Linked DNA regions of Zea mays: regions 2 and 3 are each linked to region 1. The links are chromatin contacts, called in public Hi-C maps. All regions are on one chromosome and are shown on one strand. The core of a region is the stretch at or near the end of the contact, and the rest is flanking DNA. Distances in the headings are between cores, read along the strand shown. Region 1 holds the start of LOC103651678. Region 2 holds the start of LOC100284018 (chalcone--flavonone isomerase). Region 3 has its middle 49 kb from the start of LOC103651699.

Evidence for each region. Hi-C and Micro-C count contacts between places; a contact is called where the count stands out from the background.
Region 2: a Hi-C map of leaf shows a contact between it and region 1, with 2.9 times the contacts expected there. The contact joins the promoter of LOC100284018 here to the promoter of LOC103651678 in region 1. A contact is called at or near these places in 5 of 25 Hi-C or Micro-C datasets (bundle sheath, leaf, tassel and 1 more).
Region 3: a Hi-C map of leaf shows a contact between it and region 1, with 2.4 times the contacts expected there. The contact joins the enhancer-like site here to the promoter of LOC103651678 in region 1. A contact is called at or near these places in 2 of 25 Hi-C or Micro-C datasets (ear and leaf).

Annotation. Positions count from the first base shown.
Region 1 is chr3:236,820,600-236,823,299 of Zm-B73-REFERENCE-NAM-5.0, forward strand. LOC103651678 reads left to right here and starts at 1,423. Exons shown (of 1, transcript XM_008677387.4): 1 at 1,423-2,265. The coding sequence starts at 1,597. The coding sequence ends at 1,950. It overlaps LOC103651679 (PAP/OAS1 substrate-binding domain superfamily), which reads right to left. Exons shown (of 9, transcript XM_008677388.4): 9 at 2,486-2,700.
Region 2 is chr3:236,669,981-236,672,680 of Zm-B73-REFERENCE-NAM-5.0, forward strand. It overlaps LOC100284018 (chalcone--flavonone isomerase), which reads left to right and starts at 1,357. Exons shown (of 3, transcript NM_001157980.1): 1 at 1,357-1,627; 2 at 1,731-1,820; 3 at 1,963-2,700. The coding sequence starts at 1,627. The coding sequence ends at 2,555.
Region 3 is chr3:236,569,853-236,572,552 of Zm-B73-REFERENCE-NAM-5.0, forward strand. No RefSeq gene overlaps it. Among protein-coding and RNA genes, the nearest start is that of LOC103651699, 49 kb to the left of the region's middle. Within about 2 kb of position 1,364, at least 11 of the 20 cell types and tissues checked have an H3K27ac peak or open chromatin away from gene starts, as enhancers often do. A contact at or near this core is called in ear and leaf, where this site is marked.

The DNA of each region.
Region 1 (2,700 bases), core at 173-2,672:
TGCTACAAAGAATATATAGACAATCGTAAATCTAAAATCAGCAAAAGAAAGAGCTCTATACAGCATATCAGCATTATAGACATTCTAAGAATGTTCCAATATGTAGCAGTTTGGTACAGATAATCTAATCATGTACAACAAAGTTGGCGCTTGAGAGGCTGATATTACCGTTCAATAAAGGGGAAAATCTGCATCACTGCAAATCAGAATATAACATAGAACAAAGAAAGGAATTTTTATTACAAACCAAGTATTACAATGTCACCAAGGCCAGGCATGAGAATGGTCGTTCAGCATCTGCAGTTGAAAACAGAAGGTGAATATAACCAAGCAAAGCGAAATTGATCAAACAAACCTGAATACAAAAGGCCAATCCCAGAACATTGTTTGCGAGCCAATGCTTCCTTGACGTATACCACACAAAAAATTCATGGCTGCTAACTGCGTCCACAGCGCGGTGCGAAGAAGTATGGCACGGCCGGGGGTGGACTGTCGCTAGCCACACCATCGTGGACAGCCGCAGCTTAAGGGCGGCATCACGTGAGTGGCCATGGACTGACAGCCCAACAATCATCGCGTGAGTGGCAGTTTAAACGCGGTTGAAGAGGAGAAGGCGGAGATCACGGGGCAGAAGAGGGACGGGGAGAGCGCGCGGCGAGGAGGAGGGAGAGGGATGACGGAGCTTCGACGGGGGAGGCTGATGTAGGTGGAAGGAGTGTACGGGTCGGATATGGGCTTGCTTGCTAGCTCTCCGAGTAGAATGCACGGAAGATCGTCAGAAGACGTACGACAGCCAGTCATCAAACTCTCCGAAACTGCAGCAGCGTGTTTGATTTCTTTGCTCGCTGCCTCGCTGGCAGGTGCACGTCTTCCTCCTTCCTTTTCCGCTTCTCACACTCTCTCTCAACGTTTTGGGCCCAGCCCGCTAGGCACGGTTAGAAAACCAGTCAGTGACGTGTAAGCACGCGAGCTCGATTTATTGTCCAAGTTCAGCCCGCAGCGGACCTAAACGGGCCGGCCAAAAAGCAGTCGAAAAACGGGCTAAGCGGGCCGGTAAACACATTTTAGTGTAAAAAAGCGGGCTTAACGAGTTTATAGGCGAAACATGGACTAATTAGGTATAATTTGTTTTTTTTAATTAGATTATATTTAATACTTCCAAGTTCCAATTAATATCTATGACAAAGGCTACAATTCAGTTATTTTTTAATACAAACTGGTCAGGCACAAGACTTATATATAATGTAAACAGGCAAGACAAGGACAAAGACGACACAGTGCGGCGTTCAGTCACTCACACGCGGTTTCCTTTCGTTCCGATGGACTCCGTCGTCTCCAAGCCACCGCCGGTCGCCGCCTATATATATTATATATATCTATCTTTTCTCCTGCCTTACCTTCTCCCTCACACCTTCCCGCGTCTCTCTCTCTCTCTCTCTCTCTCTCTCTCTCTCTCTCTCTCTCTCTCTCTCTCTCTCTCTCTCTCTCTCTCCACCATCCAAATCCACACACGCACCGTCCGCGTCCAGCTAGCTACTCCACCTGACGAGTGACGACGACTCCAACGCCTGCCCGGCGGCCCGCGCATTCGCGTCAATGGGCAGCACAGGAAGACAGCAGCAGACGCGGCTCCGGCCGCCCCGCTTCAGCAGCTTGTTCCTCCTCCTCCTCGTCCTCCTCGCCGCCGTCTTCACGCAGCCATCCAGCTGCAGGCCTGTGCTTCTTGTCGACAAGACCGACGCCACCGACGTCATACTGCTGCCTGTACCCGCCGACGCCGAGACCACAGCGACGGTCGTCTTCGCGGCACCGTCGGCGACCGTGCCCAGAGAGGACGACGACGAGGGCCGGCGGCATCATCGGCTCGCCGGCGGCCGCCACCAGTGGCTGCTCAACAAGAAGCCCCGGGGCAAGGCGCCGCCCTCCGCCCCCAGCAAACGCACCAACTGATTTCATTTCATCTCGATCGACATCGACCGTGCGTGCTCACTCTCCAACGACGGAAAAACGACACGCTGATACTAGTTCTCCTCGTCTTCCATTCAAACTTCTTCTTCATTTATTTCTTCTTTTCTTTTTTCTTTTTTTTGGCTTGAGTACATATATAGTACAGTCTACAGGATGTAAATGTAGATACCGATCGATACATGATACAATTCAGTTCCAAGTGTTTCGCGATCGCGTCTTCATTGTTAGGCAACGTACGCCACAGTGTCTTTTTAGTTCTTGGATCTATAAAAAGGTGAGAATATATATTATTGCAGACCGAGATGCATGTTCTTGTTCTTGGATCGAGCAAGCAGGGGAGGACGGCATTCGGTCAACCAGTTTGACGCCTGCATGGCTGGGAGACACGCATACGCATGCAAGGCGCCGTAGCGGACAGCGGGTCGACAGTGCGTGGGCGTGAACGCGCGCGAGTTTTACGCGCTTTTCGCCTTTTGCGTCCACGCGGATCGATCAGGACGCGCACAGACTTGCGAGATAATTTATTTGTTGCGAGATCCTGCCAGACCCCTTACTCGTTATATAAACGCCAACAAAGGCTACTAAAAACGCTATTCTCAACAACAACACAACCAACTAGCCCTCCAACATGTCTGAAGGGGGACCTTTTCCTAGTAACAGTACTATCTACATGTCATAACCCTGCATCTTTATTCCTTCTGCTTCTCTTGCTGTCCCTTTTGTTTTCTTTCT
Region 2 (2,700 bases), core at 107-2,606, 150 kb before region 1:
TAACTTCTCCACCGAGAATTACCGAAATGAGTAAAAAAATTTGTTCTCGCTGCCAACCGTACGTACGGTTTCTTGTATATTCTGGTTTCAAATTTCAAAATATAAAAGTTAAATTTTGGTCAATAAAACGGTTTTTAGAAATAACGAACGAGAATATAATCTCTGATGTAGAGTATAGATGGCCAATAAGCACGAGACCTGCGAGCCTGGCACAAAGCCCGCTGTTTGTAGGGATGAAAACGGTCGGAAACGGTATTTATTCGGTAATCAGTTTTTTAGTCGTTTTTCTTTGATTGTGAATAAATAAGATATAGAATCTACAATACAAATTTGCATTCTTGTTTTTAACATCCAGCTTGTAAAGATTCATAAAAGTTAAACCTCAAATTCATCTTATATTTTCTCAAATAATAGATATAAACTTCGGTATGGATTCGGAAACAAATTCGGTAATTTTTTCAACGTTTCGTGTTGTAGGGAGCAAATAATACATAAAACAATTTGTGTAATATTTTATTCATATTTGTACTAATGTGCTTGATAACATAAGAAAAAATCAACATTAAATTTTATGCATATCTATTTTAAAATATTAAATTTGTTCTAACAGTTTCGGTTACCGCTTTCATCCCTAGCTGTTTGGGCCTGATCCGAGCCTGGCACGGTCCGGTTCTATGCGGGTCCGGCCCGGCCCGGCACGAATAAGCGGGTCAGTCTCAGACAGGAAACTAGGCATGATGGGCTAGCCCGGCATGGCCGTTTACCTCTAAGCCCGTTAAGCCCGCTTTTTTGCACTAAATCGTGTTTACCGGCCCGCTTAGCCCGTTTTTCGGCCCGCTTTTTTCGTGCTAAACGGGCCGGCCCGGTCCATTTAGACCCGCTGCGGGTCGGGCTCGGACAGGAAAATGAGCCCGTGGGCTTAGACGGTCTGGGCCGGTTTTCTAACCGTGTCTGACGGGCCGGGCCCAAAATGGGCCAGGCGGCCCGTTTGGCCATCTCTAGTGTGGAGTGATTTAGTTAGGGTGAGTTTTGCAAAGTTTAAAATGATGAATTATATAATGGTATAGATATAAACTTATGTTTGTAATATAACCTAATGTTGATAACAAACTTGGATAGTTTAATTTTGACCAGACCTAAAATAATTATTTTTTTAAACTGGGAGGGCGGAGCTTTTTGAGTGGTAGCTTGACGACTTTGAATTGGTTGTTGGCTGGCCGCAGCATACACCTAACCCCCCCCCCCCCCCCCCCCCCCCCCCCCCACCCCCAAGATGACCTAGAGGCTAGAGAGTTCGTTCGTTGTCAGTTGATATCCCAGCCACAGCCCACAGCTTCCTTGCTCGCTTCCCTGCCTCTCCTCCTACCTAACCTCACCACCACCTGCAACAACAAAGCACACGCCCGGCACTACCATCCATCCATCCGCGCGCTCTTAATTTAGCTTCCTCCTCCTCACCTACTAGCAGGCACAGCAGGCAGCAGCATCGATCGGATCGGAGCAGCACAGCGCGCGTCACCGCAAGCTCAAGTGTCTTCTTCCTTGCTTGCTTGCCTGCTGCTTACCTCTCAGTTCCCCACTCACGTCCCTTGCCGTACGTACGTGCGTCCAACACACCAGGTGAAAAGTAAGTACACCGCCGTCGACTTCCGATACATCATCTCAGTTCTGCATGCATGGTTTATTTCACCGTATGGACGACTGTGACGAAGAGCAACGTCGTTGCGCAGTGGGCTCGGAGACGGAGACGGTCAACGTGGAAGGCATCCCGTTCCCGGCGGAGATCACCGTCGGCAACCCTCTCTCCCTCCTAGGCACAGGTACGTCCGCCCGTTCGTCTTCATCGTTTCAGCCGTGCATTCAATAATTCCCTTGGTTCGTTTGCTGCTACTCACTGTACCTGTACGTCTCACTTGTACTGTACGTCTGTACCGCGGCTGCCACGCCGTCGATCGCACGCAGGTATCACGGACATCGAGATCCACTTCCTGCAGATCAAGTACAACGCCATCGGAGTCTACCTCCACAACGCCGGCGGCGGCGACAGCACCACGCCCACGCTGCTGGGCCACCTCGGGGCCTGGAAGGGCAAGACGGCGGAGGAGCTCCTAGCGGACGCCGCCTTCTGGGCCGCGCTGGTCGCGGCCCCCGTCGAGAAGCTGTTCCGCGTCGTGGTCATCAAGGAGATCAAGGGCTCGCAGTACGGCGTGCAGCTTGAGAGCTCCGTCCGCGACCGCCTCGCCGCCGCCGACCTCTACGAGGACGACGAAGAGGAGGCGCTCGAGAAGGTCGCCGACTTCTTCCAGTCCAAGTACTTCAAGCCGGGCTCCGTCGTCACCTTCCACTTCCCGGCACCGGCCTCCGCCTCCCCGGGACCCGCGGCGGAGATCACCTTCGCGACGGAGGGCAAGGGCGACGCCAGGATCGCGGTGGAGAACGGGAACGTCGCCGGGATGATCCAGACCTGGTACCTCGGCGGCGACTCCGCGGTGTCCCCCAGCACCGTCCGCAGCCTGGCCAACCGTTTCGCCGCGCTGCTCGCCGTCGCCGCGTGATTTATACCGGTCGGCGGGCCGGTTGGTCGAGTTGCGTTGGATTTGAGTTCGTGAATGTCCGTCCTGTACGCGTGTTGTCTCGTGTGTGTTGTCGTTTGCAGCGAATTTGCAAGTAATAATAATAAAAATTATGTCCGGTAGGTTG
Region 3 (2,700 bases), core at 114-2,613, 250 kb before region 1:
CAATAGCAATGAATGTTGTGGTAACTTCACACCTACCCGTCTGTTTATATATTGCTGCAGGTAAGAAGGTGAATCGTCAGGATTTTTACACCAGGCAAACAGTTGCTTACACCCGCTGCGCGGTGGACCACAGAGGCCAAATAGTAACCCTGCAGGGTGGGACCGCTACGCGTTCGGAAACTGAATCGTTTCTCGACAACGAGCTCAGGGAAGGTGTTTTTCGGACCTTCGGCTTCCTGAAGCCTAAGAGACTTTTTTCACGGATCAAGCTCGTTACGAAAAATGATCTAGCACCGCGAAGGGGCTACTGTTGGGACCATGCTTCGTCGCCGAAGGTCCTGCAGGAAGAAACAGCTTCGGCTGAAGCTGTCTGCACGTGATGACCGAAGGTTGCTTTTCATGAAGCTTCGGAATTACAAATCGACTTAAAAGTAGAATGACCTTTTAGTCCATAAGTGTTTGAGTCGTTGTTGTAAACTTTTATGAGGGGCATGATTGTAATTCCTCACAGGCTGTGTCTTGTGCCTATAAATAGTGAACATTATTCCTTTACTGTTCACGCATCCCTGTAATTGCAATCGCATCACTCGGGAATTATTCTTTGCCAAGGCAGAGGTATAAATGTATTTAATATTTGAATACATTAAGTTGATATAATATAAAAGTGATGTTGTAATTTATTTGTCTTTGATGCTTTATATCTTTCATTATTTCATATAATCTATTAGAGTTCAATTATGAAGATTCAACCTTCGTAATTGTATCGCCCTTAACCTTCGTCCGAAGCTCATTAAGTCCTTAAGGGAATAATGCTTCAGCGGACGAAGGATGTTAACATTTAACATTTTATGTTGCCTTGTTCTTAATTCATAGCATTTGAGAATGAGTCCCCAACACTATCCTACCCACATACCTCGAGTATGGTTCCCTGAGGCTATAGGCGTACAACAAATGCAACAATCAAGTCAGCCGTGAAGACTCTCTAGACCAGCTGGATGAAGCTCGGGACGTAGCTCTCCTTCACTCAGCAAAATATCAGCAATCCCTTCGGCGCTACCACGAACGGCGAGTCCGACCCCGGGGTTCTAGGAAGGCGACTTGATGCTTCTGCTACGACAAGACAACCGAGGACACCACAAGCCCACTTCCCTTTGGGAAGGACCTTTCATCATTGCCAAAGTGCTGAAGCCAGGAACGTACAAGCTCTGCAACAAGGAAGAAAAAGTCTACGACAACGTCTGAAAGAGCAGCTACGTCCCTTTAGAGTCTTACCACCCCATTGTACTCACCTCGATAGACCGCGCTATACAAACCAACCCAGTGGACCACGGATACACTGTAAAAATACATGCCATCTTGCTACCATCGTGCTTCCTAAAGAGTACTGGCCAGGCCCAGGAAGGAATTCATAATTTCGGGTTCACATGTAGGCCCAAAGGCCCAAGTTAAATTTCATCTAAACGTGTAGAGCCGGGTGGAAAATAGATGCTTCATTCATTTCCAGGACCAGGATGTACTACAGCAGCAAATGGTCATCCATTCACACTGCCATCCAAGTCAAAGTTTGGTTCACAAAAGCAGCGGAAGTATTAGTGGCTCTTGTGTTCCATCTTTTAGAAATATTATATTTAGCACTGATGTCAGCACATTGAGATATGGAAACGGAAGTAGGAAGCTAAGCATGCAGTAAGATGATCGATGTGCATCTAGCTATATTTATGTTAATTAAGAATAAACAGATGTGAAATGAGTGGTCAAATCATTAATCACATATCAGTATCATCAGCCATATATATTGAGGTGATGGATAGGCATGAACACAAACATAGTAACAACCGAACCATGGAGTAGACGCGGAAGGGAGTAAGGGACTCGAGGCAACCACATCCAATAGATCTGAAACACATTCACATTCAGATTCAGTAGCATGTAAATCCTGCAAAAACAACGAAAGTACGTATCACAATAATGTTATCATCTGTGAACTAATAACCAAAGGTTTATAGAACACTAAACCGCTCTTATTAAGAAAGAAACACATTCAGAGCCAGCTGTGAAAACACCTTTAGGCGTGATAATTCATGACTGTCTTGGGCTTCTATGTTACCATCAGGGGTGACGGAAATACTTGTAGAGGGCACACTCAATATACAATTTCTCTATGACCATACATCACAATAGTTCATAACACGTTCATCAGGCAGTATTTCGTCCCATGCAGTCTTTCGTGGGCTCATAATAAGAGCATCTCCAACAATATGAGTTAAAATAGTGCTCCAAAAGATAAAATACTACATCATTTAAAATGTTTAGGTCACTAAAAACAAATTATGCTCCAACCGTAAAGTCCTAAATCATGTATTTTAGGAAGTAAAGTACATTATTATGAAAGAAAATATTGATAATAATGTAGAAAAAGGATAGGACACTAGTATGAGGTATAGTATATTTAGGTCATTTCATGGTGTGCTTTATAATTTTTAATTTTTTTTTTGTAAAATAGGATACTATTGGAACTGTTTTCATGAGTTGAGCCCTATATTTTAATATAGGGCACTGGTTTAAGATACTCTTATAGATGCTCTAAACTGTTTGCCAAACTGCTGATCACTACAACACTCATCTTAGTTCGTCATGTATCATGGAAAAACGTCATAAAGTAGTATCCGTTATGTTTCTAAATTTCGTCATGTGTTAAGC